Regions from separate parts of the Gossypium arboreum genome. Here region 2 is linked to region 1. A link is a contact called in public Hi-C data. All regions are on one chromosome and are shown on one strand. Each heading gives the region's core, a stretch centred on a gene start, on an enhancer-like site or on the middle of the called end of the contact. The rest is flanking DNA. Distances are from core to core; before and after follow the strand shown.

Region 1 (7,222 bases), core at 3,079-5,578:
ACTAAATTGATTATTTTCGAATGAAAAATAATATCCAAATTTATCCAACGAAGAAATATAAACTAAATTCTGTCTAAATGACGGTATAATAAAAGTGCCTTTTAAATCCAAATAAAAACCAATTTCTAATAACAACCTAAAATGGCCAATCGCTTCCACTTCTACCGATTTTCCATCGCCCACGAAGATGTGTCTTTCACCATCACTTGGCTTTAGATAACTCAGGCAACTTTGCATAGGAACACTTATGTGAGTAGTAGCACCAAAATCTATCCACCAAGTGTTTCTAGGTACTGAAGCTAAATTAATCTCAGAACAGACCAAATTAAGAATTATATCTTTCTTTGCACGCCAAGCATGATATTTGGTACAATCTTTTTTCACGTGTCCAGACTTGATACAAAAGAAACAACTCTCTGTAGCTTGCTGTTGTTTCTTTTGAGCTGGACCCTTAGCGACTTCATTCTGATATTTTCTTTTCTTGTCCTTATCTTTAGGGGCATTGGCTAAATAAGCACTTTCAGACTTATCACACCTCAACTTTTCTTCCTCTTGCACACAATGAGAAATGAGCTCATTTAGAGTCCATTTCTCCTTTTGACAGTTATAACTAATTTTTAATTGATTAAACTTGGCAAGAAGCGATACCAAAACCATAAGAACAAGCAATTCCTCGGAGAGTTCGATCTTAATTGCCTTAAGTCTTAAAGTAATATGGAACATCTCCATAATGTACTCCCTTACGTTTCCTTGACCCTTATACTTCATAGACATAAAAGAAGTCAGAAGTGATGTCATCTCAACTTTATCATTTTTAGCAAAACATTTCTCAATTTCATAAAGGAAACTCTTGGCTTTAGTAATCTATTTAGATTCTGTGCCCCCTAAAGGCTTCTAGAATGTTCTATTTCATTATCATTAGACTCATGCGATTTTAACGATCCCACCTGGCAAAATCCCTCTTAACATCAGGGGTGTTTACCGCAGTAAAATGTGTAGGTTGTTCTTCCCTTAGTGCAAGGTCTATATCCATATAGCCAAGCATTATAAGTAAGAATCTTTTCCATTCCTTAAAATTAGTCCTATTAAGCATGGGTATAGAATTTATATTAGCAGATACTGTGGCAACAGAATATGAACTAGCTGAATATAGAAAAATAAAAACAAGCTTAAATCAATATTCATAAGTAAACAATAAATTCAAGATAGTGGCTAATCTCATCTCAAGATACCAAACACAATATTAATATCAAGTCTTTGGACAGTAATATTAACAGTAAGCAATACTTTTGTTGTAGCAATCAAATATTGACAATAAATTATGTCTAACAATTAATTAATCTTTAGACTAACTTATTGCTCACATAAAATACCTTATAATTGTCACACATTTATCACTATAGATGTCATTTGAAGTTCTGTCAAATATTAACTTACCTTTGAGTCAATTAATAAACGCATGAATCACAAAAACATATAATCATCTCGATAGTTTAAATAAACTAATCTACACAAAAGAGGTTACTTTGGCGGCATTTTGTTTTAACTAATATATTTAAAATATTATACATCATTAATTAAAACCAAAATCTGAATTTATTTGTTTCAAAATATTTATCTTAGTCTTATCTTTCAATCAAATGAAAAGATAATTGCGTGTGTATATATATGTATATATTTATTTATATACTTTTCCAAAACAATATGCATATATTATATATATAACCGAAACATGTATATGAACTAATCATGCATTTCATACATTGAATCAATCATAACATGCATATATTATAAATATATAAACGAAACATATATATCAATCAATTTCTATACTGTGAATTTTTTAACATTAAATTAAATGGCTTATATGGAAAAATAATAATAATAATAATTACATATGCGCAAACATGAACTGAAATTGAAACAAAACATGCAAATAGAAAATAAATAAATAAACAAACCGTCTTTATTTATTAATTGATAAACTAAAAGCATATTTCAAACCCTAATAATTGAATTCATCAATTAAAAAAATCCAAATTAAAGATTAAAATCAAAACCCTAAAATTTCATAAATCATTCAAAAAGAAAGAATATTAATTAATTCCTAATGATTCAATATAACGAGATTTTAATACCACTTGTTAGAATCATAAATTAATATATGATATAAAACTTAAGAAATCATAAAGCAAAATCATCATGTCAAATCATCAAGAATAATACAAGTATAAAACTAGATGCGAAGCGTATCTGAATTCATGGATCCCTTGAAATCTACAAATCTTGAGGATTTGATTTTCTAAATTAGCACACAAGAAATTTAGATAATATTTGATATCTCTTTCCTTCCTAATAATGGGATATTAAAAAAATATATATTGTATGTAATTTGAGGACCATAACCCTAATATTTATAACTTTGACATATTAGCCCTAATTCCTAATTAACACATCATTAATTAGAATTTGATTAGAACTTAATTACTATAGTATCTACACATATTTAACTCATACTTTATTTAATAATTAAAGCTCAATAAAACTTTAACCAAATTAGATCACTCTTAATTTAGGCTAATAGATAGTAAATAATAACATGTAATTATCTTTATTATATATGTGATGTCCATATTTTCCAACAATTTTTACCATGAACTTAGATTAATGATATTTGCTCAATTTTGATGCAGGTATATTTTTATCTTCAGTTCAAGTATTAAAATAAATTTTAAAAGATACAAATATCAAAGTAGACCTAATTATTAAGTTTATATGTCAAAAATCCTAATCAAAATAATATATAATTATTACATATTACCATACAAAACATAAGACTGTTTACTGTAAGAAAAATATATATCATATTAAATATTAGAATGGTGTAAATTTTTATATATTCTTTTTCACGTACGTTTTCAATCCCTTTAGTTCTTTTTAAATTTTCTTTACATATTACTCCTTATGATTTAGATCATTCCCTTAAATTCTGGTTCATCAATACCACATAATATGATATTCTGTGTTTTAGAATTTTCAGTAGCAATCTTCTCTTCTTCACTAGTCCATGTAGCTTCAGACTTTTATATTTTAACTCCCTCGACATTTGTAGTTGGTGTCTTCAAATTTGTCATGATAGAACATTATGTTTTCTCATCTATAAACTTGATGAAAATTCTCATCCTGACTTTTCAATAGGCATAGTTGAATCTATTCAATTTTGTGAGTGAAAATCAAGTGGGATCAAATTTACTATGTCAAATGTCTTAACTCTATTACCAAATTGAAAAAAAAAAAACAATTAATCTTTGTGAGCAGATACAGGAATAACTATTAAACAAGTTGCAACTTAACCAAGTGATTGTGGAAGACCAACAAACAAACACTGGAAATTAATTACAAAGTTGATCTTATGTCATTTTAGCCTTCCTCCTTTTTATTGGTCATTGGAGACTGTTCACTTGAACTATAGCATCCTAGCATTACCGATGTACTAGAGAAACTGCTGGTCGATGAACTTAATCTAGGGCAAGACTTTAGTTTGGATACTTATGTCTAGTCAAGAATCTGATGAACATGCGTTGTTTGCTTTGGGTTTTCTTGAGATTGTTTTTGTTTGTTTTCAGTGTTGTTTTCGTAGTCACGTTCTTCACTAATTGGTTTGGAGCCACAGCATAAAACATTTACCAGCCCTGTATCCATACAAAAAAAGAATCACAATTCTAGCTAGTTTAATCTATTTACGTATGAGCAGATTTGAAAATTTCTGGAAGGTTAATGAAATTCAGGAAGGCACTTTTCATGGACGAAAATTCTGAATCAAAATAATAGATTATTAAAATATTTATTTTATGTATTGTATAGATTGTCCTTCCAATTCCACAGCCTTCTACAATTTTCTTCTTCTTTCCTGGTAAAAAAAAAAAAATGAGATCCCCGCAAAGCCCACACGTAATATATTTAACTATACAATAATTAATTAATATAATTTACTCATCATTAATATAATTAATATAGTTATATATAAAATGCTCTCATAATTTCAATGTTGTAAGCTAACAATAATACGATTTTTCTTTTATTATGATAAAATTAATTATCAATATATTCACTTAATAAAGGAATAATTTCTTTATCTATTAATTTTTTTACTATGTTTATCAACAAGTGAAACTATAATAAGTAATATAACTAACGGATAACCAAAAATAGAAGAAAAGAAAAAAATGGTAAAAATGTAAACGACCGTGATTTTCTCCTGTCCTCCACCTACGGAATATTCCATCTTAAGTTTCAAGTGTGCTCCCTCTAAAATAAATCTATAAAATAAATGGCCAAATATTCCAAAGAGATGAAAAAGGTTTCTGGAGTCGGTTTAAATTCTCCACTTCCCATCTTTGTTTTTCATGTGATCTTGTTAAACAGTTCCTATGCCTGTTTCCACCGTCACCTGACCCCTTTCTTAAATTCAATGAATCTTAGCCAATTCATTAGAAAAGAATAGACAAGATATGGCCATGGCTCTCAAAGCGGTTCATGTTTGTGATGTGCCTAATCTTGATCAAGTCCCTGAGAATGCTGCATTAGCACTCTGCTCAACTCGTTTCCGAGCAGGTAAAGTTGTTGAATTTTCAATCTCCACCCTACCTTTCTTTTCTTTTTAGCTTAAAAGATCTTGTTTTAATGGGGGTATATGAATAGGTGTTAATGATGATAAAATATGCGAATGCAACATTCCCAAGTTTCTAGTAGTGGGTCACAGAGGGAACGGAATGAACATGTTGCAATCGCCTGATCCCAGAATGAAATCCATCAAAGAGAATTCTATTCTTTCTTTCAATGAGGCGGCTAAGTTTCCTATCGATTTCATTGAATTTGACGTTCAGGTGAGCCTACCATCTCTCTCCTCCCTTTCACCAAACATAGCGTATCCCGGTATAAAACCGGCGGCATGCCCCGCAATTAAACTAACTTCCACGTTTCTCTCAAATCCGCCGATGGTTTTTGAGAGAGAGAGAGCAAACATTTGTCTTTCAGTATTATTTACCCTTTCTTAGAACTTCCTTTTCTTCCTTTTCCCTTTTTTTTTTTAATTGTTGTTATTATTATTATCTACCCTACCAAACTAAGAAAAAAAGCGGTGAGGTTCTGTCTCTATTCGCCGCGAAATTGATAACTAGTTTTAATGGGGACTCGTAATGTCGATCTGGATGAGGTTGTTGTCTCATGCCCGGTAGGTCGTCAGGTGGCCCGGCCAACCCCACAATGAAAGAGATCCCACTTGCAACCCTGTTTAGCTGGTCTAAACCTTAATCTTTGATGTCTAATTCATTTTTTGTTTCATTCAGCATTCATTGTCGATTTAGTTATGAATCTGCTTTTTGTTGGGGCACTGATTGGTTTACCTTTGTTTTCTTTGAATTGCCATCTTTGGTGGTGTTTTTCTTTTTCTTTTCTTTTTTTTCTCTTTAAAAAAAAAAAACCTACATGGATGAACAAAGAACCTTTAGACGGATCTTGTAAACAAATACCAAAAAAACCTATTTGTTGTAGGTGACGAAAGATGACTACCCTGTCATTTACCATGACAACTTCATCCTCCATGAAGAAAAGGTTAGCTATTTTCACCTTTCCTCTCATAGTTTTGCATGATTCATACCCTACAATTGGTTAAGTTGCTAAATATTTTGGGTGTCAATTCCAGGGTGCCATTGTTGAGAACAGAGTTACAGAACTTGCTTTGGCTGAATTTCTTTCCTATGGACCTCAGAAACACCCTGGAAGTGTAATAATCTTTGATCTTTCTCTTTTGATCGACCATGTTCTTTTTTTGGTCTTTTGATTGACTAGTTTGCAATTCAGGAGGGAAAACCGCTTTACAGGAAAACAAAAGATGGAAGGTTCTTCGAGTGGAAGGTTGAAAAAGATGCTCCTTTGTGTACACTTGAAGAGGCTTTCCATAATGTCGATCAATCGGTGGGCTTTAATGTTGAATTGAAGTTTGATGATTTTATTGTTTATAAGGAAGAGGAACTCACACGTATACTTAAAGCTATCTTGAAGGTAAATGCTTGTTTTAGCCTTCAAGTGGTGGGGAACTCGAGACATTTTAATATTTACATTATGGTTTTTAACTAATGGATGCGGCTTCTAAAATTCATGACCAGGTGGTGTTTGAGAATGCAAAGGGCAGACAAATCTTGTTTTCTAGCTTTCAACCTGATGCAGCCCGGTTGATTAGAAAATTACAGAGCACATATCCCGTAAATGCAGATTTTCCGGTTCCAATTGATCTTGGTTTGCCAACACTGACATCTAAGCACATACATTGTTGATTGAGGCTTTTTCTTTTTTTTTTTTTAATATTGATATCAGGTATATTTTCTCACCAATGGGGGAAGTGAAATTTACACAGACGTAAGGAGGAATTCCTTGGAGGAGGCTATTAAGCTCAGCCTTGAAAATGGCTTGCAGGGGATCGTATCCGAAGTCAAAGCAGTGTTTAGAAATCCTGGAGCGGTTGGAAGAATCAAAGAATCAAAGCTTTCCCTCATGACCTACGGTCAATTAAAGTAAATTAAAACAGTTGTTAAAGCATTATTTGTTTCGAATTGTATTCGCCTAATCCGTGCATTGTTTTGCAGTAATGTCCCGGAGGTTGTATACATGCAACATCTAATGGGTGTTGAGGGAGTTATTGTGGACCTGGTTAAGGAGATTAGTGAGTCAGTATCAGATTTAACCCATTCAAAGGAGGGAGAAGAGAAAAGCTTGTATGGGGAGGAGGATGGGAAGAAGGAAGTGAAAGCAAAGCCACAATTTTCCAAGGATGAACTCTCCTTCCTATTGAAGCTAATACCAGAGCTGATGATTCAGGCTTGATTTAAGCATAACTAATATTTGGATACCCTCAAAAGTAGAAAGAATATATGATGCAGAGAGTTGTGTTCCCATGTAAACTGTTGCTGGTTGTTCATTAGACAAAAAAAGAATAAGAAAAAAAAGAACCTCATAGCTTATGTTCGTGAAGTTGGAGATCTTGTAACATCAAAGACGGTGGTTATGCTTCTTTTCTTTTATAATTACACAAGAAAACGAATTTACAAAACTTTTTTACCTTACTACTGAATACCATAGATACACCTAAGCAGATTGAAGCAATAAGACAGTGCAAGGTGTTGTATTGTATGATGATACATTTTGTCCGTTAAAACTAACCAGA
Region 2 (7,222 bases), core at 1,843-4,342, 120 kb before region 1:
TATATGTATATGTATATAAAACAACCAATATAGTATATGCAAAACAAAATGGAATTTAGAAGTCAAGTGGTGTGAGATTAACAAACTCACGCTATATAAGTTGACAAGCTTGTATAAAAATTTGGAACACACATAACTATTGAAATAGATACTAGAAGATGAAAGTTTGAATTAAATCGTATGTGAAATGATTAAAACGCAAATTCATTTAAAAGTCGGCAAAGTATGATAATTTAGATAAAATATGATGCAAAATAATGCTAAAGAATGCACAAAATTAATTTATGAAGCATGTACATGGAAGTTTATAAAAAAGTGGCATGAGATTAATAATAAGACATAATTTCAAAATAGTCTAAGAGTTATACGATACCCTTATATCATAATATTTAGATAATAAGCTATATGTAAAACACAAAACAATATGATATATGAATACACTCAAAAATAATAATTTTATAAGTATTCAAAAGGAAGTTTCTAAGAATTATTTTGTGTATATAGAGAATATTTAATAAATCATAAAACGAAAAGTGTTTTAAAATAAGAAGTCTATTAGGGTAATAAACATATTAATATACAAATATGTGTGCCTAAAAGTAAGTACATACAAAAATAGATATAGAGTCAAAAGCCATTATGTATAAAATAGTTAATCATTATTATAATATATACATACATATAATAATATAAATGAAACAAATATTTAAAATGTATAAAACATGATGTTAACATGATAAAAATCTTCAAATAGCTGTACAAATAAACAAATGAGAATAAAAGGGTTATAAGCTAAAAGGATTTAATTAGAATCGATCCAAAACCAAAGAGATAATCTGAAAATAAAGTAATAAAAGAAAGGACCACTGCGCGATGCGCGCAAATGTATAGGGGCTCAATCTGGAAATATTCCAGGCTCTCAAAACGCCACGTTGGAGTACGGGCCAAATTGTAAACGCATTACCTAATTGCAGGGGCAATTTTAAGAAAATGAAACGCAAATATGATCTGATTGAACTGAGGCGCGAAAGGAGAGGGACCGATGTTGAAAATATCCCCTCACCGCGAAAACGCGCGGATCCCAGGGCTAAGAATCGGGTCGGATCGGGCATAAAGGGGGGGTGGCCTAGACGGTGTCGTTTTTACTCCTTTAAAAGGACTAAAATTAGTCAAATTCGACCGATCCTGCTTACCCCCCCTTTTCTTCTCATTCGACGAACCCTAGGTCCCCTCTCATCAAATGCCAAGCCGCCGTCGTAGATGACCAGCACCCTTAGGCTATGCGTGACCGCTTTGTGGCCTTGAAGTTTTCCTTAAATCTCCGATTTCGGTGAAGCGAAGGAGAACCGATGGCCTATTTTCAAGGTACGGTTTCATTTTCATTTCCTTTTTATTTAGACACTAAAAAGAAAGAAAATCAACGGGAATGGACAAGAATAAAGCGTAATAAACCCAGAAACTTAGGAACAGAAATCACCTTTTCCTTTTTTTTATCTATTGCTTCTGTATACGTGGGTTCGTAACCTTTACATTTACTGAGAACTATGGCTTTATAGCTGAAGGAAAAAAGAAACTGGAAACTAAATTAAAAATGCCATTTTCATTTGCTATTCTCATTGCTTTGTTCGTGTTTGTTGCCGCTTTGTTTGTCTTTTTGCGTGTAGAGCACGGGCCGTGAGTTGGCGCTGGGTATGGGTTCGTAGATCTGGGCGACGTGTGGCCGTGCATGTTGGCCCTTGCACGAGGGTATGGGTCTAGGCTAGAGCAGCATGGGGTGCAGAGGCTGCACAGAGGCCGAGGATGCCGAGGGTAAACATGTCTTGCTAGGACTTCATCTTGGTTTAGTGTTCGGGCCTATCGGCCTTGTAAATTTGGGCCAAGTTTTAAAATTGGGTTTGGGTCGATAGGGTTATTTAATGGACTGAGGTTCATTTGTTTATTTATTTATTGTATATTTGGGTTTCTAGTGGGCTCGGGCAAATTTGGCCCACTACACTGATTACAATTAATAATGACAAACGGCTTGACCTCCTCTCCCTTCATCGCTAGGAAAGATTCATGGCCTCAAGCAACCACCTAATTCTATTTGAAATGAAAAAGGAAAATACAATAAAATCTTGGGGTTATAAATTCTTCATTTCCCAAAAAACTGGTAGAGATATCAAACATCGGCTTATCTCTCACATTTATTTACCATAACATATTGTAGCACTTTTTTATGACATTTTTATAACAAGTAAATTATTTTTGCTCTTAACTTTAGAAATTGTTTAGGATTTAAACAAAATAAATTTTAGTTCTAACTTTATAAAATGAACATAAATTATTTTTATGATATAAATTTTTAAGCTTTACAATACAACTTTAGAAATTTTTTGTCATAACCATCTCAAGCACTCATATGTGTTTATGCTTAGAATATGATTTTTAGGGGTTAGTATTTGGCCATGTACTTTTTTTTTATTCCATAAACAGTCTTAAAAAATTGTTATGTGTCATCTCAAACACTCATATGTACTCATACTTATAATATAAATTAATATAATTACAATGATTATTCAAACATATAATTACAAGTAATTACACTTAAATTCAATTACTAGGTTGCTTTCCAAACAATGTCAACAATGAAATGTTGAGAGCTAATTTGCTAAGATTAAAAAAAATAAGCTGAGTCAATTTAAATAAATGTGTAAAGGTTGAGAGAAACATTTATTATTGTATATTAAATATAAAAAGAAAAACACGAAAATAAACATTTATGGGTATAATTTTAACCAATATATTATTTTACTCCTACATCTGAAATATAATACAAGAAGTAGTAGGATATTTTACCAAACGATATAATTGTATTGGTAGTGCATGATTATTGCATTGCATTATTAAATGGAGACGGACATACCCCTTATAATTGAAGCTGAGAATTGTGTGAGGGGATAGTCATAGATACTATAGTTTGATCGAAAAGGCGTTGGTCCACGATGGCCATAATTTGTGGTTGCTTTCCATTCCTAGGCTAGGCTGAAGCCACTTCAGCTGAGAATTGTGTGAGGGGATAGTCATAGATACTATAGTTTGATCGAAAAGGCGTTGGTCCACGATGGCCATAATTTGTGGTTGCTTTCCATTCCTAGGCTAGGCTGAAGCCACTTCAGCTCATCATTATTGGCATGCAGATAACGACACACATCATTCATTATTGGTTTGTGTGGTGGGGTGAAAACACTTGAACCACATCTTGACCTCCATTTCTTGGATTCAGGGGCTTATATCATGCATATTGCTGCCCCCCGCCCTCTCTTTTTTTGTCTTCATTTTCTTTTTTATATATATCCTTCCTCCTTTATTTGGATTTGCTCCATCTTAATTTGCCTAATTCATTTTTTATAGCTAATATCCTTCAATCATTCCCATAATCATTGCTATTAAAGTTGACTAATAAATAATACCTTTGTTTCCTGAACTAAACGTGAAAACTGAATCTTATTTTATTGGCAAATGGTATATACAAAAATAAAATAAAACCAAAGGCCTCAATAATCAACTATTAATATTTTTCAAAAATAAAATTCAATCAGGATGTAATTTCAAATATAAATATATATATATATATATATATTTTAAAATTACATCTTACAATTATATAAAAAATTACTATCAAAATGAATCATATTGAAAGTAGGTGTCCCACCCACAATTTATACAACAAGCTCAATCATTAAATCAATGGTTTAAAATGCTTTTTAACTTGTCCTCCTTTATCGTATTCTCTTTTTGGCTGCGGTATCGTGAGAAATAGAAACATTTTATGCATCACCAATTAGTGCTCATTAATTAATTGAAAGGGAAAATGAAGGTAATTTTAATAAGATTTCCAAATTAAAGTTGGGAGGAAGTCTCCATACTTTGAACTCTCCACTCCTCCCTTCACGTTAACAAAATGCTTGTTTCACCCTTTTTAAACACGAAATACAACATTGTATTAATTCAACCTTGAGAAGCCATCTATGAAGACATTATTATTTCTTGGTGAAATTAAGGGTGCTTTATTTTTTTGGAAAATGAAAAATAGCAAAAAACATGTTTTCGATAAAATATTTTGGAAAAATGAAAAAATTCAAAACAATTTCTTTTAAGTTTCATTTTAAACATTAAATTTACCGAATCCTGTTAGAAGCAATTTTTTATTTTTATAATCTTTAAATATTTTTATTTAATTGCATTTTATTTTACTATTGTAATACATTTTAAATAAATTATACTTTAATTTAAGCATTTAATTATTTTTTCATTTCTATTTACAAAAATACATACGAAATCCGTGTTAACTATTTTCAATTACTAAACATTTTTCAATTCTCAGAAAAATAAAAATAAAATTATTTTCTAGAAATAAAAATGAAAAATAGGAATGTTGTCTTAAAACCAAGCACACCCTAATTTCTGTACTTTATTAAATTTAGTCTTGTACTCCAAGTTTGTAAATCCATTTAAATAAAAAGTGAAATATGTTTACAAATCTCACATCAAATGTCATGTCATCTTAACAAATAAAATTTATATAAAATGTAAAAAGAATCCAGAAAATTCTTAAAAGTCCAGAAGATTCTATAACAAATCGAAAAGTTTATTAAAAATGATAAAATGCAAAAAGTGATTAAATTTTTAAATTTCTAATCAATTCTAAAGAATTCTAAAATTTTCTAAAATTATAAAAATTTTAAAAAGTATTTTATTCAATTATAAAACTAAAAATTTTTAAAATTAAAATTAACATTTTTAAAAAATAGTATGTTTATACTTTTCAGGTTTTTTTATAATTTTAACTTTTGAATTTAATAGAATATAATATAGATTCAAAAAAAATTATGAAGTTTTAGAATTTTTGAAAAATCCTAAAAAGAATATAAAAATCCAAAACTATTTCTAAAATTAAAATTTTTATATATATCGAAAATTCTAAAATTATAAAAAAATATTTCATACTAATGAAAATTTAAAATTATTGAAGACTAAAAATTATAAAGTATTATTTTATAAATTAAAACTATATTGAAATTTCAAATTTTCATAAAATTAAAATTTTAAGTTACTATTTTTGTTTAAATTAATGATTAATTTTCCAACACATTTATTTTTCAAAAACTGGAAGCAAATGATGGAAAACGTTAGAATATGAAAATGGTTTTTTTTTGAAAAATTGATGGCATCGATCTTGTAGTGTTCTTTTATAGCTTCTTTTAAAATATTGTATTTAAATTTTTATTTTATCAAAATTTTTAAATATATGCAAAAATATTTTTAATCTTTTTAAATAAAAGTTAAAAAATAATTGCTCTCAATCTCATACATAAATATTAAACAAGTCTTTTTAAATAAACATTAAAGTCTTGTAAAACTCTAATCAACATGAATTTTCTTCTCCTTGAAATTAGATTCGATTATGCCTTTTAAAAATGATAAGATATAGAGAAATTTTAAGAATAGTCTTCTTAAGAAAATAAATCTTTTAAATAAGAAAATTCAATCACGTTAGAAAGTTTTTATAAAATTTGTTTAAATTGATTTTTTTTTCACATTTCAAAAGTGTTACTAAAAATCCTCATAATATATGCATTACAAAGGTCTAAAACTTTTTGATGGGAATTAAATAGGACAAGTTACATGATGTAACAGGTACAAAGCTGAGTTGCAATTAAAATTACGTCTGGATAATGTAACTCACTGGCATTTCTAAGTTTTCTTTTCTCAATTACTGAAGAATTATTACTACTACAACGGAGAAATAATCATGTCTATTGGACTCGTAACTGCAGAACAAAACATGCATACAACAGTGATAAAACACAAAAAAACAAGAACAACAAAACAGAAGCTACATCAAGCATGGAATTCTTAAAAACAAAAGCTATTGCATTTCTAAATTATGGAATAAAAAATAAGCATAAGAACACCTCGAGACTCTATTTGTAGTTATTATATATAAAATAAAATATTATAAGTTATATTCAAGCTGAGTTGAATTAAAGCTTAAATTTTTATGGCTAGATCTATTTTCTAAATGAGTTTTTTTATCCAAATCTAAAGTTTAAATCTTATATTTTTATCCAAAGTTCAAATTCTTTGAAGTTTTGAACAAAACCTCAAAATTAAATGATAACTCTACTTTTGAACAAATTTGATTTATTGTTTTTATTCCATTCCTCAAAAACCTAATAAATTATAAGGGAGTGGAATTTTAAAATGACACCTAGGGCATTTGACTCATGAATTATATTACTTTTGGTAATAATATTATTGGAATGTAAGATTATTTAGTATATTATTTTGTATGTTAAATCATCCTATTTAGTTGGAATATAAGATTTAGCTATTTGATTGACAGGTATAAAATTATTTAAAATCACATTTTATTAGTTTGTCTTTAATTATAAAAAAATGAAAAAACAATTATTATGGAAAAATTAAAGAATTTAAGATTTATATTTTTCACCTAATAAATAAGTAAAATAGAGAAGAATTTGGCTTAATCATTGTAAATTTGTTACAAATCTCATTACTTTTTAACATAATTGATAATATCATATTTCAAATATACAAATATGATTCCAAAACATAAAACCACTAATAAAATTGTTATATTAATTAAGTTATAAGAAATAAAAAGAAAAAGGGTGAGTTGCATGGTGGTACGTACGTGGGTGAAGACTGAAGAGTTCAATTTCCAGCAAATGACAAAATACATCACAGTTTCCGTCATAATGATTGCATCTCAAAACATTTACGAACCAACCTCATTTTACATTTATTAATGGCAGATTTGGCTTCCAGAAGCATTTCTACTTCAATCAACATACGATGGAACTCTTTTAATCCCTAACATCACCCCTTTTCTGCCCACACGTAATTCTATTAATGTTTTGGCAATAACCAATAATTGCTTCTTGTTAGCTTAATGCCTTTCAATCACCTCTTTTATTTTATTTTGGTTAAAATATGCTATAATTTTTCGCACTCTTCACAAATTTATAATTTAATCCTTATACTTTTATTTATAGTAATTTATACCTTTACTTTTTAGATTTTAAAATTTAAGTCCAATTGTTAACATTATTATTATTATTTTGTTAAACTTGTTGTTTTGATTTTTAAAAATAAAATAAATATACTCATTTAATAGCCATGTAGCTTAAAAAAATGACATTGTGATGAACCTAAA

Evidence for each region. A called contact is a pair of places that touch in the nucleus more often than the background predicts.
Region 2: a contact with region 1 is called in a Hi-C map of leaf, with 2.3 times the contacts expected there. The contact joins the enhancer-like site here to the promoter of LOC108484687 in region 1. A contact is called at or near these places in 2 of 5 Hi-C or Micro-C datasets (both in leaf).

The regions. Positions count from the first base shown.
Region 1 is chr3:9,386,729-9,393,950 of ASM2569848v2, reverse strand. LOC108484687 (glycerophosphodiester phosphodiesterase GDPD1, chloroplastic-like) reads left to right here and starts at 4,328. Exons shown (of 8, transcript XM_017788569.2): 1 at 4,328-4,614; 2 at 4,702-4,886; 3 at 5,554-5,613; 4 at 5,705-5,785; 5 at 5,863-6,063; 6 at 6,168-6,263; 7 at 6,376-6,572; 8 at 6,645-7,108. The coding sequence starts at 4,512. The coding sequence ends at 6,882.
Region 2 is chr3:9,504,566-9,511,787 of ASM2569848v2, reverse strand. No RefSeq gene overlaps it. Among protein-coding and RNA genes, the nearest start is that of LOC128290538, 6.4 kb to the left of the region's middle. Within about 2 kb of position 3,092, at least 1 of the 2 cell types and tissues checked has an H3K27ac peak or open chromatin away from gene starts, as enhancers often do. A contact at or near this core is called in leaf, where this site is marked.